Regions from separate parts of the Mus musculus genome. Here all the other regions are linked to region 2. Evidence: chromatin contacts called from public Micro-C and promoter capture Hi-C data. All regions are on one chromosome and are shown on one strand. The core of a region is the stretch at or near the end of the contact, and the rest is flanking DNA. Distances in the headings are between cores, read along the strand shown.

Region 1 (3,781 bases), core at 3-2,502, 400 kb after region 2:
GTTTTATAATAAGACAAACACAACCATTTTAACCCTTTGGAATGACATGCAGTCTGTTTCTTAAATATACTCCCCACTTCCAGCCACAACTTCTGGCTTGTTATGTAACCTGGATGTGCTTCCTCTTCTCCACCAACTCTCCCTTAATCCATCCAGGCAAAAGTCTGTCTGAAAACACTGCCCATTCATTTCTCCAGCTAGACTGTTGTGAGTGTTAATAACTTGGTGTTTGTAAAACAAATACAACCCATCCTGCCAGGCAGAATGTATACCCTGAGCTTTGTTCAATGGGGCTGATGTAGCAGACTCAGTCACCCTACTCTTCAGATTTGCCCTTTATAAATAGCAGATCCCCAGGATTGTGAATTCAAATCAAAATCCAATTTTGGTCATAAAGAAAAAAAATGCTCTATTTCCCTGCACGTTATAAGAAATCAGAATTGTGCTTTCATATTGTAAAGCACTTTGCAACTATAGGCATTTCTTGACTGGAAAGAACCAGGAAGGAAATTCGGACAGCTTATATTTTCTCCTGGTCTCTACCTGAGAGTCAATACTGTGGAAACCTTATTCCAGAATTCTGTCTGTTAAATGGGCCTTTGAAAAGTTGTTTAAGTGATCTGAGTTTTACAGACCTAGCTTATAGTCTATGAAAGTGGAGATGCTGACCATGGGAATAGGAAGCCAAAGCAAGGTCTTATAGTGCCACACCGCCCCCAGTGTTCCCCCACCCCCACCCCCAAGCAGGCAGAGGAACGATGAGGACCCCTAGTTTTTTACTACCTAGTGAATTATATAGTTTCTTTCAGAAACCACTCAGCATGGTTCTTTACCAGGTATTTTACTCTGGTCCTCTGGGGGGAGGTCTGGTTTCTGCTTTCAGAAATATTCTGGCAAAGGGCGAGGGTTTTCACCTATCAGGAGCATGCGATGCTCAAAGTAGCCTGGGCCAGGCCTTTGGGGGATCAAGGCGACCCCTAAAGGTGAGCCACTGGGTGGAGGCTGGGTGGGGAATCGCGCCCTGCTAGCCGCCCAGCATCCTAGGGGTTCCCCACTGTCTAGGCTGAAGCTCTCCACGAGGCTGCTTCCCGGTGTCAGCGCCCCGCCCGCTCCCCACCTCCACGCCCAGCCCCGCCACACTGAGCGCTCGCCCCGCCACGCCGGGCAGCTGCAGAGCAGGCGGGCAAGTGGTCCGGGAGCGGCGGGGGCGGCGCCCAGCCCGCGGGAGGGAGGAGGAGGGACGCGGCCCGACAGAAAGGGGAAAAGGAGGGCCCGAGGACGCCAGCAGCCAACCGGTCACCGGGACCCGCAGGTGAGTGTGGCGCCGAGAAAGGGTATCTGAAACCCTAGGGGTCTTAAGACCTAAGCCGCTGAGCCAAGGACAGGCGACGGGCCCGGCGGGCTCGATGGCTGGGAGGGTGACTGGTGTGGCTCCCTGGGTTGGCGGTTCTGAGCTGGAGCTCTTGGGCCGTCTGGAAAGGCAGAGGCAAAGCTTGGAGCCCGGCGGATCCCGGGCTCCGTAAGTGGGAAAGTGCGTGCGGTGGGAAAGTAACCAAGTTATCCGTGAAAGGCAACCTGTAAATGGCAAAGTTCTAAATGATCTCAGACCCTCCTCCCCGTTCTGGGCAAAGGAACCAAGAGCTTTACTCTGGAGGGCGGTTTGCTAATGCGCGACTCCCTAGGACTCGGTTTACCTCCTGTGGCCAGTAAAATTGAAAGGTGTAGATGTGCCTTTGACCCACATGGGTCGAATGGGCACAGCACCCACATGCAGGGCCCAGAACAGGTGGCCCCCAGCGCAAGGAGGCATCCCAGACTGGCATCCCAGAACCAAGGAATGATAATCCTCTGAAAGGGGCAATCGGTCTTGAGATGTACGGTCTCCACCTGAGCTTGGGTTTCAAAATTCCGGAGCCCTGTACAAAGTGAGTGGAAGAAAGAGCTGACTCGCCTCATATGAGACACAGGAAGCATGACACTGAAGTCTCCCATGGTTGCTTCTACAAGAACACTTCTAGTCTGGCCTGGCACAGATGTATGAATCCCTTGGGGAGCTTGTTAAAATGAGGCTCTGATTCAGTAGGTCTGGGGTGGGACCCAAGAGTCTGCATTTCTGTCCAAGCTTTCAGATGGTACTGCTGCCTCATGGACCACACTGCTCCGCTCTACAGAACTGCTTCTTGTCCAACCGGCTGAAAAGCTTAAGAAAAAATGGAAGGTCAGGAGACAAGACGAAACTCTGAAGACTTCCCAACCTCATCTCTAACCCAGACACACAACACTCACGCTGAAACAGATTAACCAGTTGCTACTTGTTTAATAGTGAAATATTTTTGCTTTTCTTATCAACTTTCCAAACACAAAAGGCTCTGATAACAAAGCCAGCTGCCTTCACCGGCTTGCTACCTGCATGCACTTGGTGTAATGCTGTGATAACTCTTCCTATTTTTTTAAAGAAAAGGATCTGGTTTTGTTTTGTTCTGGGCTCCACAAATTATCTAGTCGATCCTGTCTTGTATCAGAACTGTGTCTGATCTGCTTAGGCTTCGGCTTGGTGAGGATGGTGGATAAAGGATTAGGATAGCTTCTACAGTTTTTCTCATAATTCTGAAGTTCTTGGCTATCTTAAGCTTATGGAACCCTAGTCATGCATGGTATGACAGAATTTGTTGCTTTTGCTATTAATATTAATGATTAATGCTGCATTAAGAGCATCATTATTCTTGCTTTCGGCAAGATGGCCATTTTGACTATATTAACCGTGCCAATCCGTGAGCATGGGAATCTTTCTATCTTCTGAGATCTTCTTCAATTTCTTTCTTCAGGGACTTGAAGTTCTTGAGCATCATTATTTTAAAAGAAGCTTAATTATGACTGAGCATGGTGGTGCCCATCTATTACCCCAGCTCTGGGAAAGTTGAGGCCGGAGGATCAGGATTTTAAGGTCTTCTTTGGCTATGTAGTGTATATAAGGCCAGCTTTGGTTACATGAGACCCTATCTCAAAAGCGACAATAACAACAACAACAACAAAACATTTTAAAAGAGTTTGTTAATACATGATACATTTAAGTTTGGTGTCAAAAGAATCCGTAAGCCAACTGAAAAGGTGTGTACTATTTCCAAATTACTTGCAGGGTCTTTAGTGGCTTATAAGATTTTGCTTAGGTGAGATCTAGAATGACCTGGACTTTACTCTCTTTGGCTGCTCGTATGGGTCAAATGCAAAGCTGGAGGATAAAAAGCAGCCAAATTTTGTAGCTATTCAGGGATATTGTTTTCCATGCCTCAGCACCATGCCAGCCCTGATCAGATTCCCACATCCCTGCAAGGTGACTTTCATTAAATGGGAGATAAAGCATGTCTAGCTACTGTAACGCACTGATGAAATGCAGGGTCAGCATCAGTGTTGTGTGTGGGAATCATTCTTGCTCTAACCTTTGCAGATTACAGGTGTGTGCATTTTTCTACAGAAAAAAAATGTCAGAAATACAGAAAAGGGGAAAAATGCCACTCTAATCATGGATATGGGTCTGCTCAGCAAAGAGAGAAAAAGACTGAGAAATGGAATTTCATTGGTGGGTTTGGCCAGGAAATCCACTGTTTTTGGTACCATGAGGCAGTTTCCAGAAATGGCAAAGTAAGTTTGCTCAGGTGTTATGGAAAGCCAGCAAAAGAAGTTGATTTTCCATGGCTGAGGCTGTCATTCTAGGGACTCCAAGGGATGAGGGATGTCACGACATGTGTCTGACTCCAGTAAAAGCCTGGGAAAGGCGCCTATA
Region 2 (3,543 bases), core at 730-3,229:
CACCGGCAAAAGGGGTTTCAAATGTGTGACTTTGCCCTTTGAAAGGCTGTGCCAGTCACTGGAGTAATTTCAGATGAACAAGCACATTAGGAAAATTACTACTATTGTGCATTGCAAGGTTGCAAGGAACACATGTGTCCTTGTATAGCACCATACTAAAAAAAAAAAAAAATTCTTAGAACAGAACAGGTGTTGAAAGTTTTTCCAAGTCCTGCCTGAGTGTTCTCACACATTTCCTCAGAGACACAATGCCACCACTCATAATGTTCCTGATTTCTACTAAGGCTGGAACTAGGGAAGGATTTCTTGTAGCATTTCCATGGATATTTTCACTATCTTTTTATTTGGGGGGGGGGGGGGTTGAGCCATAGCACTGGTGAGGTGGAGCCAGGCAGGCTCTTTGGGCAGTCAGACCAGCCTACTTGGTGAGTTCCCGGCCAGAGAGAGAACCTGTCTCAAAGCCAAATTGGATGGTGTGGATGGCGCCTGCCATATACCACCCAGAGTCTTCTGGCCTCCACACGAATGCGTGCATGCACTTGCATGGACAAAACAAAACAATTAAAAAGTTGGCAAATGGCCTAGATAGATAATATTCCAAAGAAGTTACATGAATGAGACAGGAGTGTAGAACAAGATGCTGATCACCTTTAGCCAACAGGGAATTGCAACTCGAAATCAGAATGAGTTCTAGTACCCACTAGGAGCTGTAATGAAGAAAGAGACAGTCACAAGTGTTGCTGGGGTTATAGAGGAAATGGAACACTTCTACACTTCCATGGGAATGCGAAATGATGCAACCACTTTGGAAAGCAGTGAATTTCTTCAAAGGTTAAACATATCCTTCATGCAACCCAGACATTCTCCTCTTAGCACTGAATACAAAGCAAATGAAAACCCATTTTCACACTTTGATTCCATCCAGTATAGGAAATGTACAGACAAGGCAAATAGAGAGCCAGGGCTGATGGTTTGCTAAGGGCTGGTTATTTCAGAGGACGGAATAAAAAGTGATTTCTAAAAGGTAGTGGGGGTGCAGGTGGGGTGGGTAGTGGAGTGTTCAGGCATTCTAAAAGTTGTCGTGATGGACACAGAACTGGGACTACACTAAAGATCCAGCCAGCCATTTTGTTCTAGGTGGTTTGTAAATTATACCTAGAAGCAGCTGTTAAAAAGACAACTCCACCACCACATGACAACTTGTAGTGCATTTTATTGTTTAAATATAATGTAATGCTGGAGACTAAAATGGTGAGCTGCAGAGATGCAGTGGAGACCTCTTTGGAGCCTTAGTATTTCAGAGGTCAGGTAGGCAGCGCACTTTTACGGGAGTGTATTTCCCAGGCAAACAAATGTTGGCTTGCCAGCACCCTCCCCATACCTTGTCAAGGTCACTACCAAAGTCAAGACAAATAAGGCTGCAAGACAGGGCTCAGGGAGGTTATGTCCTGGACAGTGGCGAGTGCCAAATGAGGCATTGCTCATCCTCCTGATGTAGAGTTAAAGCTGCATGTGCACTTAGTTTGGAACTGATTATCAATATCCAATTAGTGCCTTGAAAGTCTACTGTGGTTGAAAGCTTCAACTTGTTTGGTGGGCAGGCGTGGGGGCGGGGAAAAATGATGAAAGAAAAAAAAAGAGGGGGAGGAAAGATAGAGAAAGGGAGGGAGGAAGGAATGAAGGAAGGAAGGAAGAAAGGGAGGAAGTCAGGGAGGGAGGAAAGAAGGAAAGAACGAAGGAAGGAAAAAAGGAAGGAAGCCAAGGAAACGAGTTTGTAACAGTAGTTCAAAGGAAGAACGAGGGGAGGACCCAAGGAGAGCCAAATCGAGCTGAGCCCTGCAATCCTCGCCTCGGCCGGCGTCCGGGCTGGGGGCGCTGCGCGGGGGAGCCGGCAGGGGGCGCCCTTGGCGTTGCTGCCCCGAGGCTCTCGGCAGCGCCCCCTCCGCCCGTCCTGACGTCGGAGCCCCCGCCTCTTTCTCGCGGGCTTTCAAAGGGCGCTCGGGGCAAGCCGGCCCTGAGCTCCGCTCCGCCGGCCGCCGGAGAACCCGTGGTCACCTGCCCGCCCCGGCCTCTGCGCCCGCCCCCTGCTCCGGCTCCCTGCGGCCGCCGTCCGTCCTCCGGTCCGCCCGTCCGTCATCCGCCTGTGCAGCAGGTGTCTCGGGGAAGAGCACCTGGGCTTCGAAGCCGCCAGCCCCGCGGGCCAGTCACATGGAGGGCGGCGGCGGCAGCGGCGGCGGCGGCGGGCCAGTCCCTGCCGAGGCTCCGGAGGAAGCCGGCGAGCCGCCCCAGGGCAGGCTGCCCCCGGGGCCCGAGGGCGCGGCGGGGCTGGCGGAGCCCGAGAGCACGGGGGACGCGGCGGGCGGCGAGGCCGAGGGCGGGCGCGGGCCACGCCGGGCTCTGCGGGCTGTCTACGTGCGCAGCGAAAGTTCGCAGGGGGCAGCCGCCGGCGGCGGCCCCGAGGCCGGGGCGCTCAAGTGCCTGCTTCGGGCTTGCGAAGCCGAGGGCGCCCACCTCACCTCCGTCCCCTTCGGGGAGCTCGACTTCGGGGAGACGGCCGTGCTCGATGCCTTCTACGATGCAGGTGAGGGCTGGGGCCACCCTTGGCTTCCCATGGCCTTCTCACAAGCCCTGCCACCCCTCCACTCTCTCCCCCTGGCTCTCTCCTCCAGTTCCCCCTCCATCCTGCCATCGGTGATGCTCAGGACCAATCTCTTACCTCCTGGACAGTGTAGAACAAGGAAGGAGCCCTTGGACAGATAAAGAGTGACCATAGGCACTTAGACCCATTTCATCATTTATTTTTCTTTTAATAATAGCCAACAACCCAAGAAACACACTATCGCCTAAGATGGCGGTTCTCCCCCCACAGGGGTCTCCTATCAGATAGTTACTTTGTAATTCATAACAAGTAAAATTATAGTTATAAAGTAGCAACGAAATAACCTTCTGCTTGGGGGGTCACCACAACAAGAGAAACTGTATTAAACCATTAGGAAGGTTGAGCGCCACCAACAAGATGTTGAGTCCGTCCTCCAGTTTGTTTTCTTCTGACATATATCCCTAATGCAGGCTGGTTATTATAGTCATCTGGGATAGCTGTTAAAACTAATTAACTTAAGACAGATCACTCATCTAATCCCAGGAAACAGAGGTGGGAGGATTGCAAATTCAAGGCCAGCCTCTGGGACATATGGAGTTTGGGGCCAGCCTAGGCTACAAAGTGAGACTCTCCCTCAAACAAACAAACAAATCCTATCTATTTTAGACCAATGACACCCAACGTGAGGCCTTCAGAGTGTTTTAATTCTTACAGGGGAGTCCATCCTACAACCAGAGAGTGGCAAGTTACTGCCTGACAAGCATGGTGTTGTGTAATCTACGGCTATGTGATGTTTTAATCTCTTAATGTAAACCATTGCTAGATGCAGGCTCGCTGTGCTGAGTGTGACCTAACCATCCGGTTTTCAAGTTTCTTCCATTGCTTTTCTTACTTAACCTTTGGGGATAAATCTGTGGACCCTGGATGATATTCATCAGCATTGT
Region 3 (3,962 bases), core at 1,424-3,923, 480 kb before region 2:
AAAGGCAGCCTGGTTCCAGGTTGAACAAAGGTTAGAAACCCCAGTGACCCTGAAGGGACTGCAGGCATTTTGCCACGCTCCTGGACACTAGGCTCCTGGCAGAAGGCCATAGCCCTCCATAGACGTGTCCTTCAGTCATGTAAGGGCAATGCCCCAAGCCCCTCTGTAGGTAGAAGATGTGACCACAGATCACATAGCCTCAAGACAGAGCTCCATTTTAATGAGGTAACTAAAGGCCTGGAGACAGCCAATTAAGCTTTCCTTCCCAGACACTTCTCCGTGTAAAAGGTTATTTAACATCAGGCCCGCCCTTTCCGCCATGACAATAAATGTCTTAAGACCATGGACTGTCTCTTTTCACCAGCATCCGAGGGACCGAGCCAGAGCTCCCCTCTTTCCCCCTCTGCCCCGGGCTAGATCCAGCCCTCAGACCCCCCACTGTGTTCTCGCTCTTCCACAGCTCCCAGCTGTGCCTGGGTGCCCAAGAGCCCGGGAACCAGACATCTCCGGCCCCCCTGCAGGCCCGGAACTCCGAGCCAGCTCCTGCAGTCCCAAGGACCTTAGACTGTCCTTCTTACCCCTGGAGCGGTGTTCCGAAGCTTCCAACACCTGCCCGGCAAACGGCAGTGGCTGGGGTCAGTGCAGTCAAACTTTCCGTGTCCCACCTCCCTGAGCGGCCTGAGCCCTGTAGCAGAGCAAACACGGGACTCCCAGTAATCCTACACACACACACACACACACACACACAGAGAGAGAGAGAGAGAGAGAGAGAGGCATAAAGTAAAGGTTATCCAAGTGGTGCATAACTCATCTCTGCATTGGACAGTAGAGATACGAAGATCAATAGTTGAAAGTGAGCCTTGGCCTACATGAAATCTTGTCTCAAATAAAAAAATAAAAAAAATAAAACAACAAAAAGAAAGAACAGTGACCATGCCCCCCCCCAAAAAAAAAGTTTGTATCACGGGCCAGAAGAAAAGGAGAAGTCAAGGCCAGCTCAGCATTACCCATCAACTGTCATTAACAATTAGCAGGAAACACATGTGGCTCTTTCAATGTGTGATCTAAACATTGACGTTAATACTGCGACCACACTCAATACAACCTAAAATAGAACACACACACAAACTCTGGGGAAATCTAGGCCAGCAGTGTTTTCAAGGGACAAAGGAGTTATCTGCCCTACTTTATTTTTTATTCCTAACAGCCTTTTCAAAAAAAGCCACATAGAAGGGGAGCTGCAATACACGTCAGACCCACCTATTAATTTTCCTCTGAATCTCTCTCTTTCTCCAACAAATGACATGGATGGTGAGTACTTTGCCTAAGCCTATATCAAAGCATGAATTAATTGCCCTTTAAATTTTTTTCTGATTTAAGCATATAATAGTCATTATTCTCTAGAGGAAGATGTATATATGTGCACGTATGTATGTGTTAGTATGTATGTATGTACATTCTGTTGTATAGCTTTTTTTTTTTTTCGTTTTTTGAGACAGGGTTTCTCTGTGTAGCCCTGGCTGTCCTGGAACTCACTCTTTAGACCAGGCTGGCCTGGAACTCAGAAATCTGCGTGTCTCTGCCTCCCAACTGCTTGGATCAAAGGTGTGCGCCACCACTGCCCGACTTGTATAACGTTTTTTTTTAAAGATTTATTTATTTATTGTATGTAAGTACACTGTAGCTGTCTTCAGACACACCAGAAGAGGGCGTCAGATCTCATTACTGATGGTTGTGAGCCACCATGTGGTTGCTGGGATTTGAACTCCGGACCTTTGGAAGAGCAGTCGGGTACTCTTACCCACTGAGCCATCTCACCAGCCCATAGCATTTTTATACTAACAGAAAAACTCCTTGCAGGAGAAAGAGGGGACTCATGATACTCAGGATGTAAAAAAAAAAAAAAAAAAAAAAAAACCACAAGTCCAGAAAAACTGTAATTTCCAAGCTGAGAGCTGCAAGATATACCAGGCCTATACCAGGCCGGTCACCAGTGCTCTCCAAATAAACAATTGCTAGGGAGGAGACGGAGACTCTTGGAGGGCTCTAGGGGCTTTCGCCAGACTTACACCCACCTGCCTCCGGTCAAGGCTAGGCCAAGTTCCATTCTCCACTCACTGGAATCTTCTTGAGTAAAAAATTCTCAGAATGTACTGACTGATGTCACTGGACCCTCGGGAAAGTCCCAGTAGAGTTCCAATGCAGGCCATGCTTGCTAGCCGATAGAGTTAACCTTGCTGACGTAACCTGTGTCTCTGTGATGTAAAAACTGCTTGTAATAGCCATTTAGGGTCGCCTTCTTGTCACTCACCTCAAGGGACCGATTGAGGGTTGACCCTGGAAAATAAACCTCTTGCTTTTGCATTGATCTGTGTCCCAGTGTCTCACTAGGGGGCATCGCAAAGTAAGTACCATTGACCGAGGGTTGGGGGGGAGGTCTTACATTTGGGAGCTTCATCCAGGATTCGAGGAGACTCCCCTAGTGACCACCCACTAGACTTATTGGAGGGAAAAAGACCAAGCACGACAGCAGGCGCTTATTCATAAGCGTTTGTCTGTCTGTGTCCGTTTCTCTGTCTTTTGCTTTCACTTTTGGCTCGAAAGCACAGTGTATTGGCTGGAAAGCCTCTGGTCTGCTGCGGTCAATGGCGGCAGGCAAACGTGCCTCTGACCCTGGGGAATCTGGAGGACGCTTCAGGCCCCACCCCCACCCCCGGAGGGAGTTGGGATGACTCTGCTCCTTTTGGAAGCAGCAAGACACAGCATTAGTGGAAGCCGACCAAGTCTTGCTATAACCTGGTTTCTACACCCATGGCAGGGGCGAGAACTGTCTGTATAACCTGGTTTCTGTGCCTGTGGCAGGGGCGAACTGTCTGTGTGTTGATTGTCTTTTTCTGTGTTCTTGGACTTGGACTGACGTTATTTTTGGACATAAAACAGACTGAATCTACCCGGTTAAACATCCTAGTTAACCACTGGAGGGAAGTTAGGGAAAGAGGAGAAAACTTGTCAGTAGTAGGAGAAGTTAGTTACTCTCTGCTTCTCTGAATGGCCCAACTTCGGAGTAAGGTGGTCACCCGTAGGGACTTGCAGGTGATCAAAGCAGTAGAGGAGAGAGTCTTTAGGCCAGGATCCCTCAGGAATCCAGACCAAGTGCCCTATATAGTTACCTGGAAGAATCTCATGGAGGGCTCCCCTTACCCCCATGGATAAAAGGGTCTTTCCCTAAGACCCACCTGGCAGGTTCTGGCTGTCAGGGAAAAGGAAGCACGGGAGGAGGGATCCGGACCTGAGAAGAAGTCGATCCTCCAAGACCCTTCAACAGTGGACCTTTTGCTCCAAGACCTTTCTCCTCCATATTCCCCTACCCTTGCCCCCCATGGCCCCACCAGTGCCAGAACCAGTCCCAGGATCCTCAGTCCATAAGGGTGCTATTGCACCCCCATTTACCAGAGGGAGGAGTGGGAGGAGATCCCCCCCAACTGGTCCTGCTATGGGGACCCAAAGTCTGAGAACTACCTCCCCTGATACCACAGTGGCTCTCCCACCTCTAGACAAGAGCAATCAGGCTATGCAATATTGGCACCTCTCTTCTGCCAACTTGTACAACTGGAAGGCCCAACATCCCCCTCCTTTTAGATAACCCCAAGGGGCTGATTAATCTCTTTGAGACTGTTTTATTTATTTATCAGCCCACCTGGGATGATATCCAACAACTCATGAGAGTGATCCTCACGACCGACCGAAGAGTGAGAGAGGATAATACAGGAAGCCAGAAAGAATGGCCTTCAGACACGGGGGCACCATCGATTGACCAGGCTGTCATCAACAGTGGGTTTCCCCTGACTAGACCTGGCTGGGACTTTAATACAGCAGAAGATAAGGGGCACCTGAAGGTCTACCATCAGGCTTTGTTGGCAGATCTCAAGGGGGCCACACAATGACCCACCAATTTGACCAAG

What was found. Promoter capture Hi-C pulls out the DNA fragments that hold promoters and counts their contacts. Hi-C and Micro-C count contacts between places; a contact is called where the count stands out from the background.
Region 1: a contact with region 2 is called in a Micro-C map of embryonic stem cells, with 5 times the contacts expected there. The contact joins the promoter of Adgrg2 here to the promoter of Map3k15 in region 2. A contact is called at or near these places in 3 of 39 promoter capture datasets (the SN4741 cell line and embryonic stem cells) and 1 of 484 Hi-C or Micro-C datasets (embryonic stem cells).
Region 3: a promoter capture Hi-C map of embryonic stem cells shows a contact between it and region 2, with 4 times the contacts expected there. The contact joins the enhancer-like site here to the promoter of Map3k15 in region 2. A contact is called at or near these places in 4 of 39 promoter capture datasets (the 3T3-L1 cell line, the C10 cell line, embryonic stem cells and 1 more) and 1 of 9 other capture datasets (adipose tissue).

The regions. Positions count from the first base shown.
Region 1 is chrX:160,389,438-160,393,218 of GRCm38.p6, forward strand. Adgrg2 (adhesion G protein-coupled receptor G2) reads left to right here and starts at 1,253. Exons shown (of 28, transcript NM_178712.4): 1 at 1,253-1,312.
Region 2 is chrX:159,986,225-159,989,767 of GRCm38.p6, forward strand. It overlaps Map3k15 (mitogen-activated protein kinase kinase kinase 15), which reads left to right and starts at 1,980. Exons shown (of 29, transcript NM_001163085.4): 1 at 1,980-2,581. The coding sequence starts at 2,209.
Region 3 is chrX:159,508,143-159,512,104 of GRCm38.p6, forward strand. Gm39546 (a long non-coding RNA gene) reads right to left here. Exons shown (of 3, transcript XR_878290.2): 2 at 579-719. Among named protein-coding and RNA genes, the nearest start is that of Gm39546, 6.4 kb to the right of the region's middle. Within about 2 kb of position 2,674, at least 79 of the 459 cell types and tissues checked have an H3K27ac peak or open chromatin away from gene starts, as enhancers often do. A contact at or near this core is called in embryonic stem cells and pre-B cells, where this site is marked.